Regions from separate parts of the Sus scrofa genome. Here region 1 is linked to region 2. The links are chromatin contacts, called in public Hi-C maps. All regions are on one chromosome and are shown on one strand. The core of a region is the stretch at or near the end of the contact, and the rest is flanking DNA. Distances in the headings are between cores, read along the strand shown.

Region 1 (7,448 bases), core at 116-2,615, 150 kb after region 2:
GACTGATTTCTTTCCATGACACCATGAGCATTGTTTTGAAATAAGTCACTTCATTCCGAGCAGCTCAATGCAGTCCTGTTGAGTTGGGGAGTGGAGACAAGTCATCCCATCATCTCAGACTCTGGACAGATGGCCAGATTCTCCAGACAGATTTGGGGATCCACTGGAGGAGAAGAGTTTATGGTCCCCAAGTGCTGCACTGACCCAGCCCTTTCAAAAAGATGCCCATCTCAGAATTCCCATTGTGGCTCAACAGGTTAAGGATCTGACATCGTCTCTGTGAGGATGCAGGTTCCATCCCTGGCCTTGCTCAGTGGGTTAAGGATCCTGCATTGCTGTGGCTCTGGCATAGGCCTTGATTGCAGCTCCAACTTGATTCCTAGCCTGGGAACTTCCAGGTGCTGCAGGTGTGGCCATAAAAGGGGAAAAAAAAAAAAAGATGACAATGCCCAGGGCCCTCATCCTTGGGATCTGTCCCTTCCATTTGGGCAGGGCCTTGGGTGCTGGTACCCTATCCGCCTTCATGTGACCCAGGACCCAGCTAGACAACCCACCCTGTGGCCCCGGCCAGGCTGGCAGAGTCAGAGATGGCGGTGCGACCTCTGTGTCTCCCCAAGGCTGAAACACTGGCTTGTTCTACAACCTTCTGCCTCTGCTTCCGCTTCCTTCTTGGGCTTGTTGGCACTCACTCTCATGCAACGGGCACCCTTGTTCACAAAATATCATCTGCAAATATGGGAATCTCTGCACCAGCCCCACATTGTTGATATCTCTGGAGTTGTTTATAAAAATATCCCTGGCATTCCCTGCCCGGCGTGGTTCCGCGTCATGCTCCACTTGCAGGCAAGCTTTACCAGCCCGATAAGGAGTCCTTTATTTGCCCTTTAGGGAAGTTATGACACACATCACCAGCTCTCTCCCCACCCCCTTTCTAGAGCTTGCATCATCCATAAAAAGGGCCATTTTTATAAATGTCAGGGAGGAGACTAATCCCAGCTCTGGGTCTAACGCATTTTCTCTAGGACTCCGTTGAATCAGTGACAACTTGTGGCTAAATGAGCTTGACCAGGAATCCGCGACGTTAACTGGAAAGTGGTTATCTCAGAGACGAGTCTATTCATCTTGGTATTGGACAGTTCGGCAAGGGGCTAGACAGTTCAGGTGGGCTCTGGTTAGGAAATCATGGGCTGGGGAGCTCCTATTTGGTTGGGAAACTATAGCTCAGGGGTTGATGCATGTGTTTTTCTCACTAACTCACCTCGTTAGAGCACTAGGCTTGGAAGAAAGGCCTTGGTCTTGATCTTCCTCAAAGCAAGTCAGCATCTCCCTGCAGGTTCGCCTAACTGCCAGCAGCCAGCATGTGAGAGCAGAGAGTATGAATGGACTGCTGCAACACAGCAGCATCATAGGACCGAGCCCAACCTTTCACGCGTATCTAGGACACTAGGTCTCTAGATAGAATAGAAATAGAATAGTCATGAGGCGCAAAGGCAGTAACATTCATCTATATATTTAATCAAGGATGCTTACTGAGCACCCACTCCATGCCAACACTGCCAGACACTGAGCTGAGCGTGCAGGCAGGAGAGGATGGAGCACCTCATTTGATGGTATTTCCCAGCCACCCTTGCAGTTAGGTGTGGCTGTGGGACTGAGGTTCGACATTGAGGTTGGCAATGAATGCAGGCAAAAGTGATGAGCAGCACAGCACTGCCAGGAGTGGCCTATAACGGCTTCTACACAATCCCCCACTGTCTTCTTTTTTCCCGTGTTTGTCAGCAGAACACGAGGTCCGCCAAAGGACTAGGAGATCCTACAGGAGCCAACAAATATATGGGGCCTGAGTCCCTGATCACTGCACAAAATAGAGGTCTCTCTGAACCCCACGCTGATCGGACTTGATGGGAAGAGAAATACACTGTCCTCGTGTGAGGCCGCTAAAACCCAGAGCTTGTCTGTGGCAGCATTGAACCCACCCTGCCCAACGCACAGCCCTTCACCTTTTATTCATTGCACTCTCAGCAGACCTTGCCTCCTTCTGTTCCGAGAAAAACAACCCACCCAGAGAGCCCCGCTTCCTTCTGTGACATCCTGACTTGCTGGCCCATCTTCACGCTTGCTTTCCCACCCTCCCCACTGCCCCGCACTGAGAGTCCCTCTCCCCGGGAGCTTGATCCCATCCCCCTGCTGGCACCTGCATTTTGTGGACGATCCTCCGCCTGAAAAAATTCTACTCTCCTTTTTCCTGAAATAAAACAGCCCCTTCTAGAAGTTGGATCCTCGAGGCAAGTCATCCTCTTTGTCATCCCAGGAGCCTGGGGAGATTGTCAGATTCTCCAGACAGATTTAGGGTTCAGGCAAGGGCAGAGGGTCCATGTTCCCTGAGTGCTCCACTGACCTGGCCCTTTGAAGGTGATGCTTATCTCCTGAAATAAAGTCTGTGGAGGCGAACCATTTATCCATCCTGCATCCCCTTAAGCAACCAACCCAATCATCTCTGACCCTTCCCTAATTTCTTTTTGTTTTTGTTTTGTTTTTTAGGACCACACCCATGGCATATGAAGTTCCAAGACTAGGGGCTGAATCAGAGTTGCAGCTGCTGGCCTATGCCACAGCCACATGGGATCAAGCCACATCTGTGACCTACACCACAGCTCACGACCACACTGGATCCTTAGCCCACTGAGAAAGTCCAGGGATGGAACCTGCATCCTCATGGAGCAGGGTTTGTAACCCTTAAGCCACAACAGGAACTCCCTTTGCTACCGGATTTCTGATGACTAGGCCAGAGTTACTACTTCTACCTGATCACCATGGATTCCTTAACCCACAGAAACCTGGTTTCCTCTTGCACAGCTCTCGTGATACTTTTTATTCAAAAGTCACCAATGACCTGACTCTCAGGTTCAGGGGATTTTTCTCAGCCTCTTCCAGCCTAATTTATCAGACGCTCTCGACCCTTGCCCAGCTGCCCCTCTAACTCACGCTTGGCTTAATGTTTGCCCTGCTCCTCTCCTCTGGTTCCTTCTGCTGCTCCTACGTGGAGGAAGGTCCCCATGGTCTGCTCTCTGCCAACTCTTTTCTCTCGAAATTCTCTTATGTGGTAAATAGGGCTATTACTATTACTACTAATAACGATAACTACCGTTTATTGAATGCATGTGTCAGGTGCCAAGCATAGCACATACGCTTTCCCACCTCGCCCTAACAAGAGCCCTCTGAGGCTGGTGGGGCTGCTATCGCCCTATTCAACAGAGGAGAAAGTCAAGGCAGCAAGCAGAGTTAAGGAGCACAGCCCAGGGCTACAGCCGACAAAGGGTACAGAGCCAGAAGAGGCCAGTGCTTGCTCACATGGTGCCTCTTATTTACATTTGGAAGGTCAAGGGCAGCCCCATCCCAGAGCACCTGGCTTGGCAAGTGGAGGGAGCAGCTGGTTCTACTCACGCCTAAGCAAGCCCCTCATGCAGAACACAAAGTGCAGGCCTATGCAGCACTAGGGGAGCCAGAATTCAAGCCCTGGCCTCTCCGATTCCAGAGACACCATGCCGCTCACCTCACAGGGGCTTGCAAAGATGAAAACTAAACAGATCACAAATGGATGTAAAGCTCTCGGATCAGTGCTCAGCATATAAGCAATGTACTAGATACGGCTGTTACTATGACTGTCATTATTGTTCATATGACCATTCTCATCCGCTTCCAAAGTTTCAACAAGTGAACTCATCAAATATTTAATCTTCTCTCACATGCCAAGTGGTAGGCTAGATACTGAGGTTACAAAAGATGAATAAGACACTGTTCCTGCCCCAGTGAATTAAAAATCTAGGAGGAAAGAAAGTCACACAAACAATGAATTTAAAAAAGGATGAATGAGCTCAGTAACAGAGGTGGTGCAAAGTGCTGTGTGCCCACGGAGGTGGGGGGGTTATGTTAGCGCAGGGCAGGGATGGGAATCTGGGCAGGGTTGGTGGCAGCTTCGGAGAGGAAGGGACATTTCACAGTGCCCGCCACAGAGGGATAATCCAGAGAGGGAAGCTGCATGAACAAAAGCATGCAGGTGGGCGCGTACCTGGTGGGCGAGTACCTGGTGTGCATGGCCTGGAGCTTACACTTGGCCATGGGAAGTCATTGAAAGCAGCACTGCAAAAAGAAGGGCTGTGATGTGGTCAGAACTTGGTTTTAGAAAGAACCCTGATGTCTAGAATAGTGTCTTGCATACACTGAGTAGGTGCTCAGGAAACATTTGGATGATGGATGGAGAGTGAAAAGGAGGAATGAAAGAATGAACCAAGAACTAGAAGGAACCTTCTTCCTGGGTACCCGCGGAGACATCGCGCGTGCATCTCAAGTTGTCCAGGGTTGTGTAAACACATTCACGCATTTATTGTAATCCGCTGCAGAGCAAGCGTGGGGAATGTTAGCACCAGAAGAATCCCTGATGAGGGAGCATACCAGCCCAGCAGCCGAGGCCCCGAGAGGGAGGTGGCTGGTTGCAGTGATGTGTCTCATGGCCCAGCCACAGTGTGGCCATCTTTTCTGATATGATCAGGTGCTCCGTTCGGAACTCTACCTTCTACTGAGCACACGTTTCATATTTCCACCTCCATGCCTTGCTTATAGGTCGGCACCCTGATTGAAAGCCTCCTCTTGTATTCTCCCCAGAGAGTATCCATTCTCCAAGGCTCTTTTCCTCCAGGAAGTCTTCCCTGACTACCCCGGCATGAGGTGGTCTTCTCTTCCACTTGCACGCATTCTTGAATACTTCCCATGTGCCCAGAATGGTGGTTGGCAATGTACATCCTTTATTACACTAAATCCTTACAACAGCCCTAAGAAATAGGGGCCATTGTTAGCCCCCATTCATAGAAAAGGTAACAGAGGCATCATGAAAAGACTAAAAGCTAACAGTACACCAGACCGTGGACTACATGCTTTTCATGGATTACCTAGATTATCTACACAATGACTCCATTAAGTGGCCTTGCTACTATAATTCCCACTTGACAGATGAGAAAACGGAGGCTCAGAGAGTTGAGTTTGCCCAAGTTCCCACAGAGAGGAGGGGCTGGTTCCAGAATCAAGCCCTGTGTTCTGTCTCTGGAGCCCCACTGGCTTCCCGGGGTCACACCCACACAGGGTGTCAGCTGACCTGAAAGTTCACTTCCCAGCTTTCCATTGCCCTGACTGCCCATCCAAACCACCCCCTGGGCCTTTCCATTGTCAGTGGATAGCATGTTTGCTCCCACGTTTTACTTTTCTAGCTGAATTGCAAGTGCCTTCTGGACAGAGACTATCCGATGAGAACTCAGTATCCTCAGGACCCCAACAAAGTGCCACCGACACTCGGGTGTTTATGCGCCATTGACGAATGAGACACCACCATGATGGAGGTCAGTCATCTTGCATTTCTTTGGAGGGTGTGAGGAAACCGGCAGCCCAAAGTCCCATTGCAGAAGCAGCGACTGCAGATTCCATTTACTTTCCGAACCTCATAAAGGAGATCCCAGAACAAAAATATTCATCTTATGTGCTCAATTTTTCCAAAATTGAAATGTATATTTCTCTTGAAGTCGGATTGCCTTCTTTGCATGCTGCTCTCATCTCTAGAATCACCAAGTGTTGCTCTATGAATCTGCTGATCAGCTGGTCCATAAAGACATATTATATCTTAATAATGAGGAGTATATTTGTTAGGTTTTTTGGTAGCCTTGACTCTTATAATTATAACCTAAATACCATTGATTTTTATATAGGACCTGATTTATGTGATCTCCTCCCTCACTACCCTAAGGACCTACTCCCTGAGGACAGACTGTAAAGTTTTGAAACAGCTTTCCACCCCCCCCCAAAAAAGCAGATTTTTCTTTTCTTTTCTTTTTCCTGCCAGACTTTATTTTCTCAGCTCCTGTGTGAGGTTAGATGTTTTCCATAGGTTTCCTCCTCCAAGCTCCTGCTTTACTCCATTGTGTTGTCGCCCCCTACTGGGGATCCTGAGGACACTGCGTTCTCATAGGATATTCTCTGTCCAGAAGGCGACAAAGGGAGGGTGACTGGCTCTGTTGGGTTAGAGCTGGAAGCTTCTTGCCTTGAAAACATTCCCATGCTTGTGCAGCTAAGAATGTTTTGTTTTCGATAATACATCCACCAGCTATAGGCAGACATGTTGCACTCACCAAAATAAAAAGCCTACACTAATTCTCAGAGCTCTCCAGTGCAATAACTCTTCCTTTGAATTTTTTCACACCCATATCCTACAACTCATTCTCTCAGGACTGCTCCTGAGGAATTCGGTTTTGTTCATCTTTTGTTTCCTCTGCACATAGCACAGGTCTTGAGACATAGTAAGTGCCCAATAAAAATTCATTTAAAGCATGTATGCATATGGAATGCTTGGTCAGCAGAGACCTGCTGCATAGCATGGAGAACTCTACCCAATATTCTGTAATAATCTATGTGGGAAAAGAAATTGGAAGAGAATGGATGTGTGTGTGTATGTATAACTGAATCACTCTGTTGTACTGCAGAAATTATCACAAGCTTGTAAATCAACTATACATCAATAAAACTTTTTTTAAAAGATGCATTAGCAAACAATACAAAAAAATACAATATAAAAATAAACATGAGAAGATGGAAGAGAAAGAGAAGGGAGGGAGGAAGGAAAGCCATTTTCTACAAGCCCCTCAGCTCATGAGACTACAGAAAGCCACATTGGGTTTACAGAATCATTCAGTCAACAACAAAGGCTCTGGAACTTTCACCAGAAGATTTTAAAATCAGGACGAGAACTTTTTTCCCTTTCTCCTGAGCAGATAAAGATCTGGTATTGTTTAAGTTGTGGTCATTAGACTTGCAGACTGGAGTTTTCACTTTTTTCCTTGAGGTTTTCAGTAATCACGGGGCAGCTGAGGTATTTTCTTTTTTCTAGAAGGCAGAGTAAAGGAGACTAGCCCTGCATAGTTGTGATGCACAGCTGCAGGTTGGGCTCTCCAGGATCAACCCCTTTTGTTAGGGGAATGCCTGCAGTGGGTAGCCTGGGAGAGAGAGTGCCCTGCTCGTCCTGGTCTCCTAGCAGCTGTGGCCCTGGCATGGAACGCCATTGGTATGGATCAACCAATTGCACACCCCTGCCCTGGGCTTGGACTCCTGAGGAAATGGTGGAAAAATGGAAGTTCATTAAAATTCTTTTATAGTAGCAGCTATTGTCAGGGCAGATGGGTATCTACAGCTGGAGTGGCCATGTCTGCATCTGGAGGCTGTGTCTTAGCCACAGCTCTACTGGACTATGGGGCTTGGGTGCTGAACTCTTGGCCCTCTGGAGCTGTCTTGATTCCAGTCTCTGTTCCACGTATGGTCCTCCAGACTTTCTGGAAATTCTGTGAGCCTGCATAGTCTTCCAATCAACAACTCTCTTGACTCAATGAAACCAGAGTCAGTGTCTATTACTT
Region 2 (7,789 bases), core at 5,175-7,674:
GCATCCATGAGGACGCGCGTTCGATCCCTGGCCTTGCTCAGTGGGTTAAGGATATCCCGTGTTGCGGGGAGCGGTGGTGTAGGTGACAGACATGACTCAGATCCAGCACTGCTGTGACTGTGGCATAGGCTGGCAGCTACAGCTCCGATTTGACCCCTAGCCTGGGAACCTCCATATGCCACGGGGACAGACCTAAAAGAAAAAAAAAAAAAAAAAGACAAAAAAAGAACTAAAGCGACGTGATATTTTCTGCTATTCTAAGGCACTAGTTTAACCACACACACACACACACACACACACACTCCCCGCCACGCACACCAAAAAAAAAAAGATAGTTTTCACATTCCCTGAAAAGATGACACAAATGGTAATGTAGAAACGAAACCTGAGCATCGTGCCCGTCTGTGGGTCAGGCAGCTCTTGTCCTACTTCTCCTCTAACTGGCTTTGTGACATTCGACAGGCATTGAACTTTCCTAAAAGAGGACGGCAGAGCAACCCTGAGAGAGCTGAAAAGAGTCAACTTTTATGAGGGCACAAAATAGACCGAAATGATAGAGGCCATAATGGTGTGTCACTTTATGTTCAGATTACATTTAGTAATTCTTTTTTCTTTTTTATTATTATTTTTTTAATTGTTATTTCCCCAATACAATTTTTTTTTTCTACCGTACAGCCTGGCGACCCAGTGGAGAACAGTATGGAGGTATCTTAGAAAACGATACATAAAACAACCATATGGCCCAGCAATCCCACTCTTGGGCATATATCCGGACAAAACCTTCCTTGAAAAAGACACAGGCACCCACGTGTTCATTGCAGCACTATTCACAAGAGCCAAGGCATGGAAACAACCCAAATGTCCATCGACAGATGATGGGATGAGAAAGATGTGGTGGATATATACATATTTAGTAACGCCTAAAAGGCTTCTTTGTACATTACACTTAAGCTTTTCTTGAAGGGGGTCAGGAAATATGTTCCAGGCCCATTTTACAGATGATGACACGGACGCACAGAAGGGCCACGTGCAGAGAGCAGAGTTCGATGACAAACACCATCTATACCAAAGGGTATAGATATACTAAGGGTATAGATATACTAAGTATATCTACATATATATACATGTATATATGTATATATAGATATACAAAGGGTATAGATATACTAAGAGAGAAAAAGATACTTTCAGTGGCAGATCAAGGGCCCAAGAAGAGACAACACATAGCTTCAAGCTGGAATTAACAAGGAGCCACGGAGCCTGACATCACTCTCTAACTGCCAGCTTTCTTTACTCAAAAGTCTGCTTTCAAAGATAGGCCTCTGTCTCAGCCACAGAAAGATCAAATGGGTTATGGGAGATATAAAGTCAAGACATTTGGCAGATGGATCAGACACAGAAGGGGAAGAAAGCCTCTTGAAGTGTGTCCTGCCTACAATAAAGCAAAATGTATCTCTAAGCATTTTATGGAAACATCACAGGAAGAAAGATCCTGAAATGTGAAAAATGCAAAATAAATGGAAATTACATAATAGTCCTTAGATATTACTCCAGCTGAACTAAAATGTCATTCATATTCACTTTCTTTGCAGACTATATCATTTAAAAAATTTATTGTAGGAGTTCCTGTCATGGCACAGTGGTTAACGAATCTGACTAGGAACCATGAGGTTGCGGGTTCGACCCCTGGCCTTGCTCAGTAGGTTAAGGACCCGGCGTTGCCATGAGCTGTGGTGTAGGTAGCAGACGTGTCTCGGATCCTGAGTTGCTGTGGCTCTGGTGTAGGCCGGCAGCTGTAGCTCCAATGAGACCCCTAGCCTGGGAACCTTCATATGCCACGGGAGCAGCCCCAGAAAAGGCAAAAGGCAAAAGGCAAAAAAAAAACCAAAAACCATTTATTGTAGCAAACTTCAATGCCTTAGCAAATACTGAAAAAAATCAACCCTAAACTTGTCAGGAAGGAGTCACTCCACCACAAAGCCCTATATTCTCACAAAAAGCTCTCATCTGATCTCCTGGCTAAGTGGAGTGGATGTTTGCTTTTCAAGATTCCCCCATATCTTTATTATCATTATTATTATTGCTTTTTAGCACCACACGTGGAGCAGATGGAAGTTCCCAGGCTAGAGGTCCAATCAGAGCTGCAGCTGCCAGGCTATACCACAGCCACAGCAACTTGCGATGCAAGCCTCATCTGTGACCTGCACCACAGTTCATGGTAACGCCAGATCCTTAACCCGCTAAGCAAGGCCAGGGATCGAACCCACATCTTCATGGTTACTCGTTGGGTTCGTAACTCACTGAACCACAAGGGAAACCTCCAGATTTCCTCCACATCTTCTGAACACCTTCTCCACATCCTGATAGCGTCCCACCTTATTGATGAGGGCCATTATTTCAAAGCAGAGGCCAAAAAACCCTCTATTTCCCAGGTGTCCTACAGCCCCTCTGCAAAGCATGGATGCTGGAAAAGGAGTCAAGGGACGTGAATTATCTGGGATATAATCTTCCAGTATGCCTAATGGGGGGGTGGGGGGTGGTCTGGTGGATCTTCTAGAATCTTCTTCCTGAGCATAGTCAGCTCAACGTGCTGACAACAGGGCAGTGGTATTTTCTCTAGAGCTGTCTCGGAGTCTAACTGGGGCATGCTGCGGAATGTTCTTGGCTATCTAGTATCCAAACCTGGCTTTCTGACCCTTCTGAAGATTCAGTACCCTGCAGGCTGAGACAGAGCAATACCCAACGGGAGACAGTAAGAGTTGAAATAAAAAAAATTTTTAAAAAACCCAAAGGACTGTTACCGAAACGGAAAATGTTGCTCTTAATTTGCACATGTAGCATTTAACCATTTTTCTCCCAAACTCAGAGTATCATAAAGATAACATTTCTGGCAACCATGTCACAAAGCTTCCTCCTTCTGCAGGTGAAACACTGGGAGAAGGTGGAGGAAGAAGGGGAGGTTCCTGGTCACGACTGTCCCGGATTCCTCCTGGACAGTTCTGCTCTCGCCCCAAGTAAGCTATTTTCCAAAGAGAGAAAATATTTTATTTTCTGGTCAGCCATCTTCAAGAAAAGCTAACCTAACTCCCTCAAAACTGTGGCAGACAAAACAGTCTTTTGGCCACAACAAACTTTGTGTCAAGGTAAGGGAAGAGAGGGCAGAAGGACAGATTCTTTTTAAAAATGTAACGACTGTGGCCCCCCCACCCCATCTGTTCACCATTATTGAAACGGCTGGCCGTGGAACTGACTCATCTCTAATTCTTCTGCTCAAAACGCTTTCTGCTGGCCAGAATATTTTCAAATGTTGTCAGCCACCAGATTGTACCCTTCAGTTCTTTTCAGCTTCTTTCCAACTTTCCAATACAGAATCTCATTAACTGGTTTGCCTCTCTGGCTGCTATTTTATTGTGTTGTTTGCTTTGTCCATTTTAAGGCATTTTCCTATTAAGACTCTCTCTCTAGGAGCTCCCAGAAGTGGCTCAGCAGGTCAAGAGCCTGACATAGTGTCCATGAGGATGCAGGGTTGATCCCTGGCCTCGCTGGGTGGGTTAAGAATCAAGTGTTGCCGCAAGCTACAGCATAGGTCGCAGAGGCCGCGTGGACCCAGGGTTGCTGTGGGTGTGGTTTAGGCCAGCAGCTGCAGCTCCAACTCGACCCCTAGCCTGGGAACTTCCATAGGCCACGGGTGCAGCCATAAAAAGAAAAATAAACAAAAAAACAATTTCTCTTTAGGGAAAGCAGCTACCCACCTCCCCTCACACAAAAGACAGAACTGATTAAATACAATAAAGTTTTATTGAACAGCTATGATGGACATTACGTGGTGCTAGGTGGGTACAGTGAAGGCCTGAATTTTAGCACAATAAATGTAATAACAACAACAACAATAACTATTTACTCTGACCTTGTGAGCCAGGGATCTTAATGCATGCCATAGCATGACACTTCATAATGATGAGAATGTGGCTTTCTGCTCTCTGATAGGCCTGGGGGTTCAGCTCAAAGCTCAACATTTTGCTAACCTTTCTGGGCCCCAGGTTCCTCATCTGTAAAGCAAGCCTACTAACAGGATGTATCTCATAGGGATACTTTGAGGAGTCCATCAAGTCACAAGTGTAAAGCACGTAGCCCAGGGCTTAGTTCACAAGGACGTGTGGCACCTACCCTGTTCTCCCACTGTGAGAGCTGGAGGCTGAAGGTCAGAGCTAGTCCAACCACCCAATATGAAGCCTTGACTTCTTCAACTGACTCACGCTGACCAGGACACGGGAGGAAGTCACCTGAGAAGCCTAGAGTACGATGACTGGGAGAGCCTTGAAGAGGCTGTCCAAACTCCTACAGTGGCACTGCTCTCCAGGGAACTGGAGGCCACCACCCACGCTTTTGGACACAACCTCCAGGTCTTACACATTCCCGAATCCCCAGACCTGGGGCAGAGCCTACAGAGGGCATGTCTGCTGAATGCATGAATGACTAGATGGATGGCTAAAGCGATACAAATAAAGGAACAACAATAGCTAAGTACTGACAGAAACTACGTGCAGGGCATCAATCTAAGGCATTCATATAACATTGCTTACACAGTGTTTAGTTTAATATGAGTTTAAATATTTGAGGCTTTGTTGAACAATTCAAAGGGTCAAGAAGAGGGAATAGTAATACCTGCATCGAAGAACAGCTCCTTAAAGTGGGCTTAAAGGAACACAGCAGGTTCTACAGAATGCGTAGAGGCCGTGGAGGACATGCAGACAGAGGAGGCCACGTGAGCCAGGGCCATGAGGTGTGAGTGGCGAGCCTATTGCCACCAACGGCCTGAGGAGAAGAGGAAGGGCCCCAGAGGGTGTCTGTGGAGGAAGAGAGAGAAGTACAACTCGATGGCTAGAGTAAGGCCAGGACGAGCGGGACCTCAAACACCAGGATGGGTGATTGGTCCTTACTTCACTGAAACAGGAGAAGCTAAGCAAGCTGCTGGTGGCAGGAAGGCGCACTGCCAACGGCGTTCTGCTCCAGCTCTTCAACAGAACAGACAAAGGGTGCAGAGAAATGGATTGTGAAGCTGGGGAGGCAGACAGACGCATCCCAAAGGAGCCCCAAAGGCAGAACGGGGGATCCTCATCTTCCTGGGTTCTGATCTTCAAAGAGACATTGACTGTTAAGGGTAATGGCCCTTCTTAAGACCACTTGATACCAAGACCCCTAGCCAGACAAAAATCAAGTCCTCGTTCACCTGTGCTGGCTGTGCTCTGCCGAAAGGCACCCAAGCTGGGGAGCAGGTGAGGACAAGAATCCAGCCAGGGCTCCTCCAGGCACCTGAGTATCATGATATGGGACAGCAGACAGACACTGGAAGAGATATCTTTCTAATGTGTACATAGGCCCCCTAAGGCCTATGGCCACCCTAACAAACAGGCTAAGTTGCTCTTCAGTGATGCCACCTCCCATCCTAAGTCTGCACACATTTAGACCAGTGACCTGGAAGCTTTTAAATCCATAACAGTATAAACATATTGATTTATTCGTTCATACACTCACACATCCATACATTCTTTATGTACGAGGGCCATGCTCGTTACAGTGGGAGATAACAGAGCTTACCATCTAATAGACATAATTACAGGTATCAGAAAAGTCGGGCCAGAGAGAATAAATATCTTAATTAGCATTCTTGACAGCATCAAGAAACATGCTGCCTAGGTCAGGGTCAGGGCGGCGGTACCAGCCAAGCAAAGAAAAGGATCCGGGAGCCTCATCTAAACAAGACAAAAGGAAAAACAAGACTATCATCAGATTTAAGTACAAAGTACACTTGAACGTTAAACTCAACTAGCAGTTTTGGAGGCAATGCAGTTTACTCTTGAAAGCAAAGAGTCAGATTTTTTAGAACGAGCAAGGTCTAATCTTGGTTTAGCCACAGAATCACTGTGCCATTCTAGGAAAATATGCAAAATACAGGCAGTCTTCATGTGTGCATCAGGGAGAGGTTTAATCAATAAGTGAGAGGAAAAATGCGAAATTACTGAGCTAATGCAGAGTGTTCCTGTTAATTAAAGCCATCCCCTGCCTTGGCCATGGATTAGAAGGAGGAAGGACAAAGATGATTGTAAACAATTCGATCATCAGGCAAGGGCAGGCAAGAAAATAAAGCAAGCATTAGACTGTGCTTTAAGTCAAGAAAACACCATTTTAGGAAAAGCAGCATTTGGCCTAAAAGCAAAGGACACACAACGACCCTTAAAGGAAAAGCTGTTAAGTGAGAGATACATATCATATATAGTAACTACGTGTGTCTGTATATGAGCAGCTCATCAGTATAGTTCAACTTCAGGGGCAGATCGGTAGGTACCTTTGAAGTTAGGTTGGGGAGAAGTGGGGGAGGGCTCCTACATGCCTGGAACTGTGATAGGCAACTTACATTTATGACTTCACTTAATCTTCACAGCAACCTGCCACGTTAGATCTCACTACCTCTAATACGGAGGGGGGAAAAAAAAAATCCACGGAGTCCGGAAGAACACAAGCCTCAGGCTACTTCCATCATGTCAACTTGGAATGGGAATAAAAGAATAGGGAAACTCCAAAGGCACCTTTGGTAACCAAGAGGTGCTAAGGAAATAGAACAAGATAGTCTGAAAAGGCTTAACCAAATATAGTTCACTCTACTGACGCTAAAAGACCCAAATATAGTATGGACTTGCACTTGACCATGGCCCCCATGGCACACATCCGCTGACAATTGTCTCCAGTTGATAAGAATGCACAGACTCACAGCTATTTGCAGACCAGCTGCAGGCTACTTGGATAGCAGACATTCAAGTATATCAAACATGGAAAAGGCACTTGAGATAAGAACAGCACCTCAGTAAATCTCCAACTTGGATACACCACAACCCTTAGGTAGGTGACTGAAAAGTTAGTCTTGGTTTGGGTTGTCCCTAAAATGTAGTTATTCTATTCTTAGGTCCACGACTTCCCACATTTTATTTCAAGTCTTAATTAGGTGGTTTTGTTAACCCCTTTCTAATAAAAGGCCACAGAAAATAAACAGATAAAAACCAGATCTAAGCCATCAAAAACAATATTATCAGAGTTCCCTTGTGGCACAGTGGGTTAAGGATCAGCACAGTCACTGGTGTGGCTCGGGTGGCTACTATGGTGTGGATTTGATTCCTGGCCCAGCAACTTCCACAGCCAACAGCCCCCCAAAAAATTTGATTATTGAAAATTCTCAAGAGTCTGAAACTGCATGTATAAAAAAACATTTAATCTTACTCTTATTTTTTTAAAAAGCTTCTGAAAGTTGTTTCTAAACTGATACTTTGTAAATTGAATCTTCTTTGTTCATTCATTCATTCATTCAACTGGGACTACATTAGGTGTTGCAAATCCAGATGTAAAAGCTATTTCCTGCCCTCAAGAAAATAAAAGCTAATAAAGAGAGAGTATAAACTGCGATAACAATGCCAGGAGCCAGGGGCGGTGCTAAGCTATTGAAAGCACAGGTATACTGGGACTCTGTGGAAGGGCTCCTTCCTGCTTCATGGAGTCAGGCCTGGTGAGCTTTGGAGGTTGGGGATGGAGGGTAATTTCAGAGAGAAAAAATCAAATGAATCACTTCCACTTCTGGCCTAGATGGAGTCAGCTGTCGAGACCTGGACAATAGGCCGCCAATGGCAGTGATCCTTGAGAGAAAAGACACAAAATTAAATAGTCCAACAAGTCCCCAGCTTATCACCGAGAGGGTCTCCAGGCCAAGATGTGTGGGGCAGAGGGGTTTCGAGTTCACTTC

Evidence for each region. Hi-C and Micro-C count contacts between places; a contact is called where the count stands out from the background.
Region 1: a Hi-C map of fetal heart ventricle shows a contact between it and region 2, with 2.9 times the contacts expected there. The contact joins two enhancer-like sites. A contact is called at or near these places in 4 of 47 Hi-C or Micro-C datasets (embryonic fibroblasts, epiblast stem cells, fetal heart ventricle and 1 more).

The regions. Positions count from the first base shown.
Region 1 is chr6:148,825,371-148,832,818 of Sscrofa11.1, forward strand. The region is part of intron 2 of ROR1 (inactive tyrosine-protein kinase transmembrane receptor ROR1); the gene reads right to left. Among named protein-coding and RNA genes, the nearest start is that of ROR1, 5.6 kb to the right of the region's middle. Within about 2 kb of position 1,366, at least 3 of the 83 cell types and tissues checked have an H3K27ac peak or open chromatin away from gene starts, as enhancers often do.
Region 2 is chr6:148,671,402-148,679,190 of Sscrofa11.1, forward strand. The region is part of intron 3 of ROR1 (inactive tyrosine-protein kinase transmembrane receptor ROR1); the gene reads right to left. Among named protein-coding and RNA genes, the nearest start is that of ROR1, 160 kb to the right of the region's middle. Within about 2 kb of position 6,425, at least 2 of the 83 cell types and tissues checked have an H3K27ac peak or open chromatin away from gene starts, as enhancers often do.